2 separate regions of the Bos taurus genome follow, and region 1 is linked to region 2. Evidence: chromatin contacts called from public Hi-C data. All regions are on one chromosome and are shown on one strand. Each heading gives the region's core, a stretch centred on a gene start, on an enhancer-like site or on the middle of the called end of the contact. The rest is flanking DNA. Distances are from core to core; before and after follow the strand shown.

Region 1 (4,241 bases), core at 1,369-3,868, 400 kb before region 2:
ACCATCGTGATTATCTGGGTCATGAAGATCTTTTTTGTACAGTTCTTCTGTATATTCTTGCCACCTCTTCTTAATATCTTCTGCTTCTGTTAGGTCCATACCATTTCTGTCCTTTATCCAGCCCATCTTTGCATGAAATGTTCCCTTGGTATCTCTAATTTTCTTAAATGCCAGGCTGGATGAAGCACAAGCTGGAATCAAAGATTGCCGGGAGAAATATCAATAACAGATATATATGCAGATGACACTACCCTTATGGCAGAAAGTGAAGTGAACTTGCTCAGTTGTGTCTGACTCTTTGCGACCCCATGGACTGTAGTCCACCAGGCTCCTCAGTCCATGGAATTTTCCAGGCCAGAATACTGGAGTGGGTTGCCATTTCCTTCTCCAGCTTCGGGATAAGGGGCTTGCTAAGCGTTGCTGACAGAAAGTGAAGAGGAACTAAAGAGCCTCTTGATGAAAGTGAAGGAGGAGAGTGAAAAAATTGCCTTAAAACTCAACATTCAAAAAAACTAACATCACGGCATCCAGTCCTATCATTTCATGACAAATAGATGGGAAAATAATGGAAACAGGAGAGATTTTATTTTCTTGGGTTTCAAAATCACTGCAGATGGTGACTGCAGCCATGAAGTTAAAAGACGCTTGCTCCTTGGAAGAAAAGCTATGACAAACCTAGACGCATATTAAAAAGCAGAGACATTACTTTACTGACAAAGGTCTGTATAGTCAAAGCTGTGGTTTTTCCAGTAGTCAGTTGGATCATAAAGAAAGCTGAGTGCCAAAGAATAAACTGTGGTGTTGGAGAAGACTCTTGAGAGTCCCTTGGACTGCAAGGAAATAAAACCAGTCAATCTTAAAGGAAATCAGTCTTGAATATTCATTAGAAGGACTGATGCTGAAGCTCCAATACTTTGGCCACCTGAGGCGAAGAACTGACTCATTGGAAAAGACCCTGATGCTGGGAAAGACTGAAGGCTGGAGAAGGGAACCACAGAGGATGAGATGGTTGGATGAAATGGTTCATCAACCACTTGATGGACGTGAGTTTGAGCAAGCTCGGAGAGGCGGTGATGAACAGGGAAGCCCAGTGGTCTGCAGTCCGTGGGGTCGCTGAGTTGGAGAGGACTGAGAGGCTGAACGGAGGGGCTGCTTGTGGGACTCCCTGGTAGGGTAAGGGCGTCCAGACTGTGGAGGAAGGGAGCGTTCCCCAGGCCAGGTTTTCACCATCTGGTCCCTGGAGGGCAAGCATCTGGGTGGGCAGGGGCCAGATGTTTCTCTCCTAGTTGGGGCGGGGGGTGGTCCCGGGAGTGGGGGAGTGTTTGGAGTCACGTCAGGAGGTGGTGAAAGACAAGGGGGCAGGAACCGCCTGGAGCCCTCCTGACGCTGCGCTGACCCAGCAGCTCCACCTCCTTCTGCCTATGTGCCGGGCTTGGCCCTGCCACACACCTGCGTGCCTGCCACTGGGCAGAGTTCAGCCCCCTCCCCTTCCTGAAGCCGCTGTGGCTCCAATCCCTCACCAAGGCCAGCGTCGAGGTCTCTTTCGCCACCTCCTGGCCACGGAGGAAAGAGCCACGGAACCCACACTCAGCGGGTGCACTGCTGAGGGGGAAGGGATGGGATTTGGGCTGGACGGGCCGCAGGGTTCGTGGGACCAGGACAGGTTGTGGATGGAGGAGGGTGCTGTTTTCTTTCTTTTTTAATTTTTTTTTTAAATTGAAGGATAATTGCTTTACAGAATTTTGCTGTTTTTCTGTCAAACCTCAACATGAATCAGCCATAGGTATACATATATCCCCTCCCTCTTGAACCTCCCTCCCACCTCCCTCCCCATCCTACCCTTCTAGGTTGACACAGAGCCCCTGTTTGAGTTTCCAGAGCCAGACAGCAAACTCCCCCTTGGCTGTCTATTTTACATATGGTAATAGAAGTTGAGGGCGCTGTTTTGAACGACGGCTTTGCCTCCACAAAGGGGTCAGTTCAGTTCAGTTCAGTCGCTCAGTCATGTCTGACTCTTTGCAACCCCATGGACTGCAGCATGCCAGGCCTCCCTGTCCACCACCAACTCCCGGAGTTTACTTAGACTCATGTCCATTGAGTCGGTGATGCCATCCAACCATCTCATCCTCTGTTGTCCCCTTCTCCTCCTGCCTTCAATCTTTCCCAGCATCAGGGTCTTTGCCAATGAGTCAGTTCTTCGCATCAGGTGGCCAAAGTATTGGAGTTTCAGCTTCAGCATCAGTCCTTCCAAGGAACATCCAGGACTGATTTCCTTTAGAATGGACTGGCTGGATCTTCTTGCAGACCAAGGGACTCTCAAGTCACGGATCTACAAACCCTGTAGGGGATGGGACCGGAGGGGGATTGCAATCCTTGGAACGACTTAATCTCTCCCATCCCCACTCTCTGACTTGCACGCCCTCCCACTCCACCAGCAGTAGTTCTGTTTCCTGGAGAGCCTGCGAGTCCAAAAGGAGGCTTGCTTCTAGTACACCTCCTCCTCTTGGCCTTTGCGCAGGCCAAGCTCACCGGCTCCGAGCCTCAGTGTGTACCCCCCGCAGAGTCGCCGCGGACCACCGCCCCACCCCAAGGAGGCCACCGGCTGCAGCGCCGCGCCGCGCCCACGCGGGGGCAGTGTTGGCCTGGCTTTGGCGCCGCCCGGCGCGGCCGAAACTTCTCAAGCTCTCGCTCCAGGGTCGGAAACTTTTCCCCTCGCGCGGCGCTGGCGCCTGGCGTCCTGCCCCCTGCGCTAGCTCTCCGCGCCGGACCGCGGACGGGGACCCCGGGGGACGCTCCCAACCCCCTCCCCCAACCGACTCTTTCTCGTTTTTTGTCGTTAAAGCAAAAAATCTGCTTAAGCTTGCAACAGCGGGATCAGCCGGGAGCACTAGAGATGGAGTCCAGCGTGCAGAGCACGGGGGCGGGAGTCGGGGTGTCGGGGCCCCCGAGAGCGGGCGGCGGGGACCCAGCGGGCGGCCACGCGGGGTCCCGCAGCCCGGCTTGTAGGGGACCCCTCCGCTCCTCGCCCTCATCCCACCACGCCCTGCCTCGCATCCCTTCCGCTCGCATCGTCCCCCTCCCCCGGGGCCCCCACCCCAGCCCTCCATTTCTTCCTTCCCTCTCCGCGTTCTCGTCCTCTCTCCTGTCTCCCTCCTCGACAGACACGGATTCTGTGTCAAGAGGACCTTGAGTGGCCCCGAGCCTCCCCTCTCGCCACTCCCAGCAGAAACGCAGGGACACACGGGGACAGCCGCGGACAGGCGCCTGCGCGCGCGCGTGCGCGTGCACACACACATGCACATAAGCACACGCATCCCACACACACAGACACATCATACACACAGGCACCACATCCCAAGACCCACACCACACAGTTAGAAACCCCACATAACAGAGAACACCCACATACCCTCCCATGGTCGGGGATCTGCCCGCGACCGCACCCCCCACCTTCTGGGTGCACTTGTTGCCGGGGAGGCCGCAGATGCAGCCCCCACCGCAGTCCTCTGCAGACCTTTCCAGCATGCCCCTGCCCCTCTGCTCACAGAGCTTGGACATGGCGCGACTAAGAAGGGGGACGGAGGGAGGGACTTGCTTCAGGGAGGGGAGCGACCCCTCCCCAGGGTCCCCAGCGGGGTCCTTCTCGCTGGTACATTTCCACTCAGGGCTGGCACGTGGCCAGTCCCTCCTGGGCTCCAGGGAGCCGCATGGCTGGAAGGCCCTGGGAAGCAGCTGTGGCTGGAGCTGGCCGCCCCTCCAGCTCTTGCTCCCCACTACCGCAGACCCCCTGAATCTCCGGAGGGTGGGGCGAGGCAGGTGGACCACCCTCCGCCCCATGCACTGGTCTCTTCCAGTTCCTGTCTGCCCTCCTCAGTCTGAGCCATAGAAGCACCCACCCCCTTCCACCCCCTGCCCTGGACCGCCTGCCTGGGCTGTGGGCAGACCTGTGCCAAACCAGGGCTGGCAGCTGGAGCTGCGGCTAGTTTGGAGGGTGGTGGGGAGGGAGGAAACGTTCCCAACGCAGCGCAGAAGGAAGTGATGGGAGAAGCAGGAAAAGCGCCTCTCCCTTCTCCCGGGGTCCCCCCTCACTGGGCCTCTCCACCCCCTGGAGGGCATCTCCTTAGCTCCTTAGCAAATAAGGAAACTGAGGGCCAGGGAAGTTACCGGGTCTTGTCCAGGCCGTGCCTACCACTGGAATTGGAGCCAGGTCCGGTGTGCCCCAGACCAGACCCCCCTCCCCC
Region 2 (4,051 bases), core at 236-2,735:
AAGGTCAACCTGCTTCTAGCTTTCAGGTCTGAGAAGTTATAAAGGCAAGAGGCTTAGGGGACTGGAGCAGGGGTTCTGTTCACTCTGCCCTCAGGGATCCCCCAAACAAGCTTCCCCAGGGCCAGGGGGAGGTGAGGAACTGGGCTAAAGGCAAAGGGCTGCTTGGGGCAAAAGAAGTGGAGCGCCAGGGTCACAGCAGAGGCGCCTCAGGCCACGCCTCTTCTCCAGAGCAGTGACCTGTGCCGGCAATACCTGTGCTCTGGACAGAGCAACTGCTTCAGCCAAGCTGAGTCCAGACCTTCCAGCGGGCGGCCCTCCCAGCTCCCAGTGAGTCAGGGAGAGAAGGAGCTCCTCGGTCCTGACAGACCCTTCTGAAGGGAACACCTGCATGGGGCCAGCCCTCAGGAAAGACAGGCCCACCCCAACAAGGGCCCCAGAAGCATCTGGTTCTTCCACTCAGAAAGGCCGAGACAGGCAGCTTGAAGATGCAGACAGTTGGGCCCAAGCGCCAGGCCCAGACAGGCCTTCGTGGCAACTCAGGGCAGCTCCCCTCCCGCAGCCAACTCTGTCTCGGGCTCTGGCCTCTGCTAAACTCCCTCTGTACTTCAGAACTGGCAGGCCTCGGAGGTCCCCAAGGACCCAAGGTCCCTAAGGACCGGAACCCATCTGGAAGAACGAGTCCACTCCTAGCTTTCCTCTGCTCAGAGAGTGTGCGACTCCACAACCCCAGGGATCACAGACTAAGGGTGACCTGCTGGCAACTTATAAATGGCTGCTGCAGGTTACAGGGACTCGGTGGCCCTAGACTTAAGAGTCAGCGAGTCCCAGGGTTGTCCTACCAAGGCGTGGCCACCACACAGCAGCTGGCAGGCTGCGTGCAGCCAGAGCTGCAATTTCTGGGTTTCAGGAAGGGCGCTGGGTTATCTGCTCAGCGCTCCCTCTGTCTGGTCCTGAGCTGCGGGCAGTTTGCAGTCGCTGACCTCCTGTGTTCAACAGCCAGAGACACATGGACAATTGTTCCACCTTCGACCGCTTTGTTTGTGCGGCACCATCAGGGCTGCAGTCTTACCCTGCTCCTCCAGCCAGGGTTCTTTTGCCTCTGGACAAAGGTAGGGACCGGAGGCAGGGCCTCCTGTTCCGCCCTTAGGGGCCCAGGTCAAGATAAGTTTAGTCACTCAAGTAAGAGCCTGCAGGAAGGACAGCATCTAAGATCCTAGGCAGGGAAGGCACCAGAGTCCAGCCTATGGGGAGGTGGGGGGTGGGAGGGCCTGGAGGGGGCGGCAGCGGGGAGACCCCTTCAGCATCCACTGTGGGACTGGGGTGGGGAGGGGTCGAGAACAACAGGACACACAGAGGGCAGTGCCCTGGGGACTCTCCAGCAGGAGGGCCAGTGTGGAGGGCTGAGGGCCGGATGGAGCCTGCCCAGCCCCAGCAAAGGCTCCTCTCAGATTAGAGAGGTATGTGGGCTGGAACCTAAACACAGGATGTGAAGTCCAGAGGAAGAGGACCGGAGGGGGAGGAGGCGGAAGGGAGGGAGAGGGCCAGGCCTGGTCAGTCCCAGCACCTTTAACCCCTTCAGGGCGGCACAGAGGGATCCAGGCCACTGGAAGCGCTGGTACTCCCAGCCACACCCAGCGCCCTGTACCCTACCCTTCCTGCTCCTCTGCCTCTGCTGACGGCCCTGAGTGAGCTCTGGCTGTAAGGAGGCCACCTAGACAACCTTCCCCTTCCCTGGAGAGGGATGACCAAGGGTCGAGAGAGAAGCACCTCCAGAACAACACCTGAGACCACCAGCCGAAGGGTGAAAAGAGGGGAGTTTGGGACCCACTGCTCCGGGTGAGGGACTTCACGCCAGGCCCTCCCGGGTCAAGGTCAAGCAGTTCTAGGACTGGTCTGCCTAAGATGTGGAAGAGCTAGAGTAAAGAACAGGGTGGGAAGAAATGTCTCCTCCTTACTTGCCAGAGAAAAAGTCACGTCCTTGGAGGGGAGAAGGTTGCCAAGGAGGACGAGCAGAGGGGGCAGGAAAGGGGGTGGCCGCCCCCCAGCAGGGGGACCTCCGGAGGCCCACACCTCTCCCTGCTGCTCTGACTGGAGAGCAGGGAGGACCCCAGAAGCAGTTATTAAAAATGTAGCCCTGGGCCTCCCCACAAGACCTCCCACCTGCCCAGCTATCAGACACACCAAGGTGGGAGAAACATCATTTTGGATGACGTCTCCAAAGGATAGAGCCTTTTCCCAAGCCTGTTTCCTTTATCGCGTCCCCACAGGACAGAGCTGAGAAGTGCCTCCAGCCATTTGACAAGTGGGAACAGAGACCCAGGAGCAGCAGGGTCTAGCCTCAGTCACAGGGCTTTTCTGGCTGCCCATCCCAAAGACAGAGATTCACAGGCCTCAGGTGTCAGAAGGGGCTGGCCCACAACTCAGAGCTGGACAAAGAGCAGAACAGTGGGGTGGGGGTGAGGGCGCCCAGAACCGAGAGTGCCAGCCAGTCCCCACTCACCTCGGCCTTATACATGCGGATGAGACCCTGGTTCACTTTGGACCAGGAGGGGACAGCGCTGATGTTCCACAGCTGGTTGGAGTGTTCTGCAAAGGGGCCTGTCTTCATCTGGAAAAGAAGAGTTCACAAGCTGGAGATGTGGGCCCTGGAGCCTACCACCTGCTCCCTGCAGCAAGGCTGCTCCAGCACACACGTGTGTACACACACACATGTAAGCACATACATACACATGTAAACACACAGACGTACATACAGACACACGCACACACACTCTCACGAAGACCAGGTGGCAGCAGGCACCTATGGGGTGGCAGTCGTGCAGGCAGGCGCATGTGTGCATATGCCCACGTGCACGCATACACACATGTGCCAGAGACAGGGTCTCTCTTGGCCTGCCACAGGGAGAGCAGGAAGAGCCTAGGGAAGGGTCGGTTTGGGAGAGGGCCTGGACCAAGCCCAAGCACCTGACTGCCTTCTTCATGGGAGGCGGAGGGAAGAAGGAAAAGAGGGGAAAAACACGGGTCACCTGCAGCAGATGCGGGAGGAACGTCTTTAGAAAGCCAGCCTGACCTGGCAGCCGAGTGGAGAAGGGATGGCAACCCCAGCAGCGAGAGACAGGCAGGAGCAAGGACCGTACGGTCCCAGTCCCTCCTCTTGGAAGAAATCCTGCAGCAGGCCCAGTGGAGCCTCCATGATCTCAGAAACCAGCACTGAGACGAGGAAGCGCGTGCGCCTGAGTGCACCCCTCAGACAGCACAAGGCCAGCACATCTGTATTTATTAACAGGCAGTTCACAATCCCCTCCACACTGCCCCCTCCCCGGCTGATGCTGGGGGACGGGACCCTGAGCACAGGCATCAAAAGAAAAAGTCTGAAAAGCAGAGGCTGAGCTGGTGAGAAAGCTGACTTGGACCTCGAGTAGGTGGAAGGTTCCAGAAAAGGCTATGTGTGGAGGCGGGGCTGGTGGAAAGCTGTTCCAGGGAGAAGGGATGGGGGTCCCTCAGCCCTCTCTCTGTATTGGGCATGAGTGCGGGTCCCACGAGCACAAAGCCCTCACCCATGGCTGTGGACTCGCCTGGTGACCCACTCTCTCACTCCCCCAGTGAGGGCAACACTTACAAAACTGCAAGATCAAAGCTGAAAAAGCTGCCATTTTACTTAACCCTGTCATCTCCCTTCCCTGGCCCAAGTCCCCCCGCAAAAACCTGTCTCAACCCCCAGGTTCAGGAGCATGGACAATAGGCTCCTTCCCTGAGCAGTGAGGCCACAGCCCAAGGTCCCCACTGGGCTTCTCCTGGGCCGGTCCCTTCACCCAGACTTCCCCCTCCTCTCTCTAAGACTCCTTCCTCCAGGAAGGCAGCCAGGAGCCCCCAGCCTGCAGGCGCTGGTCCTCGCCCTCAGAGCTTTGTTCTGGAGCCCCACTCCATCAGACTCCACCCCATCCTCCCCTCGCCCCGCCCCTTCCCCAGGCACCCTGCCCCACGGGAGTAGTGCCAGGCTCCAGCCCTCTCTTGCATACTTCCAGGCCCTGAGAAGCTCAGGGATCACTGG

Evidence for each region. Hi-C and Micro-C count contacts between places; a contact is called where the count stands out from the background.
Region 1: a Hi-C map of liver shows a contact between it and region 2, with 5 times the contacts expected there. The contact joins two enhancer-like sites. A contact is called at or near these places in 2 of 11 Hi-C or Micro-C datasets (liver and skeletal muscle).

Annotation. Positions count from the first base shown.
Region 1 is chr11:100,003,093-100,007,333 of ARS-UCD2.0, reverse strand. No RefSeq gene overlaps it. Among named protein-coding and RNA genes, the nearest start is that of C11H9orf50, 13 kb to the left of the region's middle. Within about 2 kb of position 2,618, at least 39 of the 102 cell types and tissues checked have an H3K27ac peak or open chromatin away from gene starts, as enhancers often do. A contact at or near this core is called in liver, where this site is marked.
Region 2 is chr11:99,597,890-99,601,940 of ARS-UCD2.0, reverse strand. PTPA (protein phosphatase 2 phosphatase activator) reads right to left here. Exons shown (of 10, transcript NM_001046173.1): 9 at 2,501-2,608. Among named protein-coding and RNA genes, the nearest start is that of MIR12056, 4.0 kb to the left of the region's middle. Within about 2 kb of position 1,485, at least 37 of the 102 cell types and tissues checked have an H3K27ac peak or open chromatin away from gene starts, as enhancers often do. A contact at or near this core is called in liver, where this site is marked.